Linked DNA regions of Triticum aestivum: region 1 is linked to region 2. A link is a contact called in public Hi-C data. All regions are on one chromosome and are shown on one strand. The core of a region is the stretch at or near the end of the contact, and the rest is flanking DNA. Distances in the headings are between cores, read along the strand shown.

Region 1 (4,429 bases), core at 571-3,070, 210 kb before region 2:
GCTAATAAAAATCGCATGTAGTAATGAAAGGAGAAAGAGGAGGCAACATACACATTGGTTCCATACAGTGGAAGCAGTGGTAGCCTCCTCTCGCAGGTGCTGCCGATGCTTTGGTTATGCATCATGTTCTCAACAAAGTCTGACTCCACCTGCACTTCATGTTATAGTGCTCAATCTTCTTCCAGCAAACATTCAGCTCTTGCAAAGCTTTAAGCACTTCAGTTGTTATGATTTCTCGTGGATGAGCTCGAGACTATCAAATATCATGAATGAGGAGAATCTAAGCATTTCGAATGCAATTATAGCAAGATGAATTTCAAACCAAAATTACCTGAAGACAAAGAGCCCATTTCCTTTCAGCTGCAAAATGATGCCTCAAGCCAAACTCTGGAAAATTATACTGCTGAGCTTCAGATGTAAAGCTTGGTGTTTCAGGTGAAATTTGAGAGAAAGGTCAGTCCTGCAAATTAAAAAAAGCACAGAAAATCAGCAGCATTACAAGTACACGAGTGTTTGCAGCCTACAAGGCACAAGCCACACAGATGGGGTACAAATTCCAACACACCATTTGATTCTTGATACTAAAACTGAGCCAGTTGTGAGGTACAGAAAATTAAATACAAACCGTACCAAGAATAAAAAGGCGAAGTAGAGATGGGATATACCCAATGAAAAAAAGTTGTTATTTGGTTCCGTAACAGGACACCCAAAAGATCTTGTCATAAGGAATTTTTCTAGAGTATGCATAATTTCTGAGAGAGTGATCCAAGTAATTGCAAAAAGTACAAAAATAATAACAACAACAATCTATAAGTCGCAGCAACTTTATCTCTATTTCTTTGTTCTAAATATATAGGCAACAAAAATTTCTTTGCAGCAGCACTGTCCCTTCTTCATCCAAGTAGCATCACACAAATCAGTTTCATCACACAAATCAGAGCAATGAAAGCAACTCAAAGCAGCGGCTAATTAGTACTGAGAGGAAATGTGTTTATGACAACAGTTTAAAATTTGAACAACACTGGCAGTAATGGGATGTGTAACATATACATAGCCATGGGGCTGTCTATTTTGTAGTCCGTACCTACAATTGGTCTGACTTTCATCAAGCGAATAACAGGCTCCAGCCGGGCAGATGGATCTCGTCAGCAACCCAGGCAACTAAATCCGAGGCAGCAAAGTCAGATGCAACAAGCAGTGTGATTTGTAGCAGCTTGTGGCTAAATTAGATTAGCAAATCAGTGGGAGGGAGAGGGGAAGTGCTACCTGCAAGGAAGGGATCCATTGCCGTCAGGAAGGAAGCAAGGACCTTGTGCGGTGCGTCATGGTCGGGCTCAAGCTCGGGTCGTCGTCCTCCTACGCGTCGTGCTCATCCTCGCTTGCTGTTTGGAATCAAACAGATAGAAAATCGATCACACACAGATCGACAGGGAGATTGGAAGGATGAGCGGCGGATCAAACCTTGGGAGTCTGACGCCGACAGCGGGCACCGCCGCTGTTCGCGGAAGAAGGCGACCACGGATCCGTGGCCCGCATCTTGGAGTTCGAGGAAGCGGAGGAGCAGCAGCGTTCGTCACCGCGGCCACCACTCGTCCCGTGGGCAGCGTGAGGTCGTGGATGGGTGCCCGGGCGAGCGGCGGCGGCCGGCAGCAGGGCAGGGAGGCGGGTGCGGGTTAGGGTTTGGAGGGAGAGAGAGAGACAGAGAGAGGTGAGGCGAGAGGAAGAGGATAGGGAGCGGCGCGAGTGCGGGCGGAGGTAGCGGCTGGGTCTCCACGGGTGCGCCCCTCTTTTATACGCCTATGTGTGAAATGACTAAAATGCCCTTGAGGGGGCACCGAAATAACAGGCGGTGGCACACCAGATGACGTACTATTCATTGTAGCAGTGTCCGGCTTCGATCCAACGGATGAGGTCAACCGAGGGAGAGATCGGACGGCCCAAATCGCATCAGGAATCGAGATGAACGGCCAGATTCGCCTGATCTCTGAGAACGTCCATGTTCTCCCAACTAACATATTTCCTGATACAATAATGAACTGTGCTCAACTGAAATGTTTGGTGTAGGCTGAGGGCCATATCCGCCACAAGACTGGAGCCAAGCTATTTGGTAGTACTACCATTTAAATTTTTCTCAGAATCGTCATGTGATGTTTCAGAAAATTTCTACTTGTAGCAGATAAGTCCATTTATGAACCCATTCAGCAAATAAATGGAGGTGTTTCTGAAGCTTTCTTGTTTACTCTCAACTACAGAGTTGCGTCTGCATTTACACATTTCTCACCAGTGACCACTAATCAAGTGTTCCACAATGCAACTGTCATCAGATAAACTACCCTATCGTGGAAAACCATTACTACCACCAGAATATCTGTACTGCGGCATCACATTTGCCCCATCTGGATGACGGCGGTATATAGTTTGCGACGTGTTGAATGGTGGAAATACCACCGCGCGTTGATCAGGTGGAGGTCCCCTGAAATAACCAGGCGCACGCCAGCCAGCCGGTGCTGCATTTGGTTGTCCGAAAACCATTGTAGGGTTTGGACATGAAATTGATCTGCCGTCCATATGATGTTGCCAGGCATTGCCAACTTCGCGCAATGGAGGTGGCCGCTGGGGCCTCTCAGATAAAGGATGATGCATCCCAACTGAATTTCCTGGGTAAGCCTGCGGGTGAGAAGCTGAACTTACGCGCCTTCCTTCAAAATGATCATGGTTGCCACCAACAGTGTTTTTTTGCTTCGAACCGGCTTTTCCTTTACTCACCCTAGCCTCCGTGTTACGCAGACCATAGTTAACTGGTGTTGTTCGCAAGTTTTTCTGCGAGATGGCATGATTTGTCTCCGTGTTGGCATTTTGCTGAGAACTGCTGGTGCCGATGCCAATGTTCTTATCCAGGGGGGCAGAATTTGTCCTTGCCTTCCGACGACCATCAGTGAAGTTTTTTCTAGAAGACACCCAGTGCTCTTCTTTTCGAATTTTTTTGGCAGGATGATCAGAATTGGAGGATTGCATAGCACGTTTTCCGCCTTTAGTGCTATTGGATCCACCATCAGGCCGTCCAGGTTGAGACTGATGCTTTCCTTTTTCCTTTGATTTCTTGCCCTTAAGAGCTGAAAGAAGGATATAGATACAAAAGGAAGAGGGACAAAATTAGTCTGGCACCTGGCACAGCAAACATAGAACTTCAAAATAGTGAACTTCAAAACTCAAAAGAAAACTGAAGAGACACAGATTGAATCACACAGTAGCTTTAGTGAAACGAATCTAAACAAGTGTATGCATACATCTTTAATGAGCAACAACAGACAGCTCATGGTGCAAAAGCTTATGTACGTGTTATGCTGTTCTATGTAGACAGATTTTTAATTGATTCCTTCTGAGGAACAGCTGCTTCTACAGTAGAGTTTTAAGGATCCCAATGCCAGTCGATTAGACCAAACCAAACTTTAGAGTTTACAGAAACCAAATGAAAATCCTAATAAGAAATGGCCACAAACTTCTGGTATTTGTACTGTCTAACCATCATCATAGAAGTTGTTAGCATACAGTAAGGTTCAAACTTCAACATTGAATAAGGAAAGTGTATTACGTTCTAGAAAATATGTTTTTAGGGCAGAAAAGTGGATATATTAAACAAATACAACAGCTTTTAACACGATATCTCCTGGATTGAATACTAACCCACATATGCAATAACATCAGTGAGTTCAGAACTGGGATAGTACTAACGGCTAAATATAATCTGTCTCAGGAACAACCACGGTTATGTTGCCAATAGAATTTACCGTGTCCTCCAGAATTACGTCTATTTGAAGCACGGACACGCCTTGCAGCATCTCCTCTATTGTGCTTTTCTTCTAGAGCCTTCAACCTATTCGCTTCATTCGCCCAAGCCTAGAATTAAAACAAAAGAATTGCTACATGAACATGAAAGTCATACGGGGCCATCTTGTGACAAGGTCAAATATATCAATGCATAAGTACACACCATCTGAGAATTGTCCGAACATCCTCAAAATGGTGCATGTGTAAAATAAGCTTCACTTTTCCCATTAATGTTGGTGTGGTTAAAAGCTATAATTCATGCATACCCAAACAGCAGAATGGATCAATAAAATTATCTGTAGCTATCTCATACTAGTAGTATGAAAGGCAACATAGACTTGATAATTGGTATGCACAGATCCATAACATTCCAAGAGCACAATATCTAAAAAGACAGCATAGACTTATAAGTATGATTAAGTGCATGCGTTGGGTAATATTGAAGTGTTCTAATATCAAAAATGTGATTTGCAGAAACTAGTGTAAACTAATTCTGGTAAAGAGCAGTTCCTACCTGACGGAAAGTCATCATTCTGTATAGATTGCGTCCTTTGACAAGTAGCAGATACAAAGGTGGTAATTTGCCTACTCCTTTGCTCCA
Region 2 (3,836 bases), core at 1,052-3,551:
AACAGTGTGGCTATCCCACATGACATTAATGTAATAATGTATGTTCATTTTCATCATGCATTATCAAATGATAATTGCTACCAGATTATTTAAACTGCCAGTAACTAACCTAAGAACGAGAACTAACGTAAGAACAAGAACTAACCTAAGAACTGACAAGGTAAGTAACAGTAAAGACATATGGATGAAATAACATATGGTTGTTAATTACGTTTTTAAGCACACAAGATAACGCATTATATGCTTCTGAAAGGTAATTATTGCCGCACCAACAATAAGTAGATCAAAGAATCTTAATAAAAAAGGACTCTGGAAAACTATTGAAGTTGGGTTAATAAAATGGAACTGGTTATTCAGTGAGTTTGTTTTCTATGCTTGTAGTTGAGAGTATTGATAACGAGGGCAAAAAGCTACTCTACTCTACTTGGCATCTTAAGGAGAGCATCCTCATAGCACTTAAAATTGAAGTCAAAACACATTGTGACTATCAAGGTACTGGAACTTACTCCATGACTATGTAGACATTTTCGTTGTCCTCATATGCATCATAAAACTGAACCAGGTTCTTGTGCCCCGCTAAAGCCTTCAAAATTTTCACCTCCCTCCGGACATCCTCTATAGCAATGGATGTTGTCATCTGACAAGAGATTAGAGCAACTTCAGATGATACTAAAAAAAATGTACATACGAGGACTGAGGAACTAAGTTCATGCCTAGCTACGACAAAATGATGGTATTAATCCTCAAGTAAGGCACTGAAATGTGGTGACCCAAATAAGGGAGATTGCAACTATGGAGAGCTTAAACCAGATCGCACAGTGATAAAAGAGCAATAGGCAAAGTAGTTAGTACGGAATATCAAGTGTAAACTCCATAACAAAAAATGACAGGACTTGCTCAGATCTCATCATTCAAGTGGGTGTATTTAATATTTTACAGCACATAATTTAATATGTTACCTAGTACGTACCATGCAGCAATGCTGAACGTAGAAGATCTCGTAATCCATATTATTCTTATATACAGGTATGCTGCATGTGATAAAATTATATATTCTTTTTACAATGCACGATGCGGATCAATAGCATGTTAGTACATGAAGCCATGATGTCAGGGAACATCTGTAACAAGGCACATCTACTTGACTACTCATGTAGACAAGAAGGGGCCACGTTTGTTAATAAATGAACAGGCATGCATCCAGTTCTCAAAAACTTTGATTAGATTAGTGAGGAGTAGTCGCTTTCAGGAACACATGCTTTACCTTTCTCTGTTCAACAAAATATGAAGGACATTTATACAGCATCATTCAAAAGCACAAAAGTCATGAGAGTGCCGCATTAGCCAACAGAAATTCACAAATCTAAACTAGCGCGGCATCAACTTTCAGAAAAAACTAGCGAAGGGATCCGATTTATTTTTTGAAGCGTTTGCAGAAGTTGCAGCAGGTAGGTCATCACCTTGGCCTTGGGAATGACCTTGACGGCGACGGCGTCCCCCTTGCGCGCCCCCTTCCTGATCCTGGCGGCGCAGGTGTATCCGAAGTGGCCCCGCCCGACCTCGTCCCCGAGGTCGTACTTGGCGGCGAAGCCCTTGTTGAAGCCGAAGCCCTTGTCGAGGCCCCTCCCGCCGTCGCCGTCGCCGCCGTCCTCCTCGGGGATCGCCGGGCGCGGCGGGCCGTGCCGCCGCGCGAGCGCCTGGCGGATGTGCTTGGCGGGCGAGGGCGGCGGGAAGGGCAGGCGCAGGAGGCGCCTGGCCGGGGTGGCGGGCGCCGGGGACTTGGCGCCCGCCGGGGCGGGGGACTTGGAGGAGGCCCGCGGGGAGGCCGCGGAGGAGGAGGAGAAGAGGTGGTGCGCCGGGCTGGGGCTCGGCGTGGAGAAGGGGAAGAAGGGGGAGGACGTCCAGTGCTTCTTGGAGGCCGGCGTGGCGGGCGCCGTGGAGGAGGCCGGTGGCGGCGTGGCCGGCGCGGGCGGCGGCGGGGAGGCGCCGTCGGCGTCGCGGGTGCGCGGCTTGGCGTGGCAGCCCCCCATGGCGGGGGCGGGCGGCGGGTGGGATCTGGATCGCGGTGGTGGGGGTGGCGGTGGGGCGCGCGCTAGGAGGAGGAAGAGTAGGCGGCCATGGCGGAGAGGAGAGAGAGAGAGGGAAAGAGAGAGCTTTTAGTTGGGGGGAGCGTGGGGACTGGACTGGAGTGAATTGAAACGGGGAAGGTGGAGTGGGAGTAATGGTGGCCCGGCCCGAGGGTGGCGAGGCGAGGCGAGCTCGATGTTAGTTGCAGTGAGAGTGAGTGGCTAGCCCAGTGAGTGAAGGCTTCCTGGCTGTGGTGTTTTTTCTTTTTGTTTTGGCTGGCCGGGACTGGAGCTGGAGGGGGTTGCTTTCCAGCCGATGTGAGACTGGCCGGATTAGTCGCTGTCGCCCTTGTTCGCTTGTGCTTTTCGGGTGGAGCACGAGACTTCCCGACTTGTTTTCGAAAACAGGTGCGCACAGTCAAGAGATTGGGGTTGGAAACAACTGAATGAGGTTCGTAGACGTTGTTGTTGTCTGTAAATCGCCGCGGCCGAAAGCAACCCCCGTCCTTGCCGCAGCGACGTGGATGGATTCATCGGTTGTTAGCTCTTTTTTTTCATCGGTTGTTAGCTTGTACTGCACTTATGCCAGTTGCTGGGCACCTTGTTTAGTTGAGCTCGTTTGCCCTGCCCTATTTATTTTGGGCGGTACGTACTGTGGTGCCCGGAGATTAGCTTTGTGTCCACTTTAAATTGAATTGAATTGAATGGGATGGGGTCCCAAATCTCGCCCCGTTTCTCGTTGGATTTTGACATCATGTTTATTCCTCCCTCCCAATCTATAAGAAGAGCATTATTGGCTTTCATCAGGAAGGCAAAGACACCTAAAAAGGTAAGCCTCACAAAACCATGCGAAACTATGCGGTCAAGGTCAAGATGAGAGGCCTGCGCTTCTTCTGCTGCATCATCCCACTGCGTGGCTGCCCCTGCCTGCATGAAGAAGCTACTCTACTGTAACCACAGTAGAGAATTGTGTGCAGCAGTGGTAGGAGTATCTTAATAATCCCGGTCATTAAAGGAGCAACAGAAGAATACTCCGTTGCGTCAGTGTGCGTGACACGCGGCCCGAGGCGCGACCCAGCACGACGTCAACCTCATCATCCATCCTCCAAAGCAACGCAACGCAACGCAACGGCTTTAACCCTCCCTCCGCCCGTACTACCGATATGGGGTCCACGCGCAACATAGATTACGGGGCAGCAAAAACAAAAAAATAAAGGGAGAGGGCCGAAAAGCGGAGGCGTAGAAGCAGGCAAAGGAGACGAGAGGAGTAAAGATAAAGGGAGCGCGCGGGCGGGCCGGCGGCCATTAGTTAAGCTCACGTGTCCTGCCATGGCCGCGCGCCCTGCCTCATGCATCATGACGACGACGACGACGAAGAAGAAATACGGTTGCGCGGCACAGTACCATGCAGATGCAGACACTGCGCTTCTCGAGCTTCTGGCTCGTTGGTAGACAGCGGCAGAGAGCTGTCAGGAGATGGTTAGGTTTGGTTTACTTGTCTGGTAAACGGATCTTATCTTCCTTTTCACCGCATGTCTTGTGCTTAGTGTAGTGGTAATGGTGTGTGGGTGAGCACGTAATTGTTCTCGGGGCAAGGACGGTATGGTACTGGCAGTACGAATGTGGTATGCGCGTACGATCTATGGCAAAGAAAGGACGCCGTTGGTTTGGTGCAAAACAGGCGTTATTGAAAGCTGAGGGTACACCGTACGCGGTACACGGACAATTTCTTCGGATGCAAATCTTCCTATAAATGCAAAGAGGACGTGT

The links. A called contact is a pair of places that touch in the nucleus more often than the background predicts.
Region 1: a contact with region 2 is called in a Hi-C map of leaf, with 6 times the contacts expected there. The contact joins the enhancer-like site here to the promoter of LOC123052062 in region 2. A contact is called at or near these places in 2 of 5 Hi-C or Micro-C datasets (both in leaf).

Annotation. Positions count from the first base shown.
Region 1 is chr2D:119,462,227-119,466,655 of IWGSC CS RefSeq v2.1, reverse strand. LOC123052063 (zinc finger CCCH domain-containing protein 62) reads right to left here. Exons shown (of 14, transcript XM_044475128.1): 6 at 4,343-4,429; 7 at 3,789-3,897; 8 at 1,462-3,113; 9 at 1,267-1,382; 10 at 1,085-1,161; 11 at 332-460; 12 at 52-253. The coding sequence ends at 2,335. Among protein-coding and RNA genes, the nearest start is that of LOC123052063, 4.6 kb to the right of the region's middle. Within about 2 kb of position 1,820, at least 8 of the 8 cell types and tissues checked have an H3K27ac peak or open chromatin away from gene starts, as enhancers often do. A contact at or near this core is called in leaf, where this site is marked.
Region 2 is chr2D:119,255,531-119,259,366 of IWGSC CS RefSeq v2.1, reverse strand. LOC123052062 (CDPK-related kinase 5) reads right to left here and starts at 2,301. Exons shown (of 11, transcript XM_044475114.1): 1 at 1,461-2,301; 2 at 507-637. The coding sequence starts at 2,030.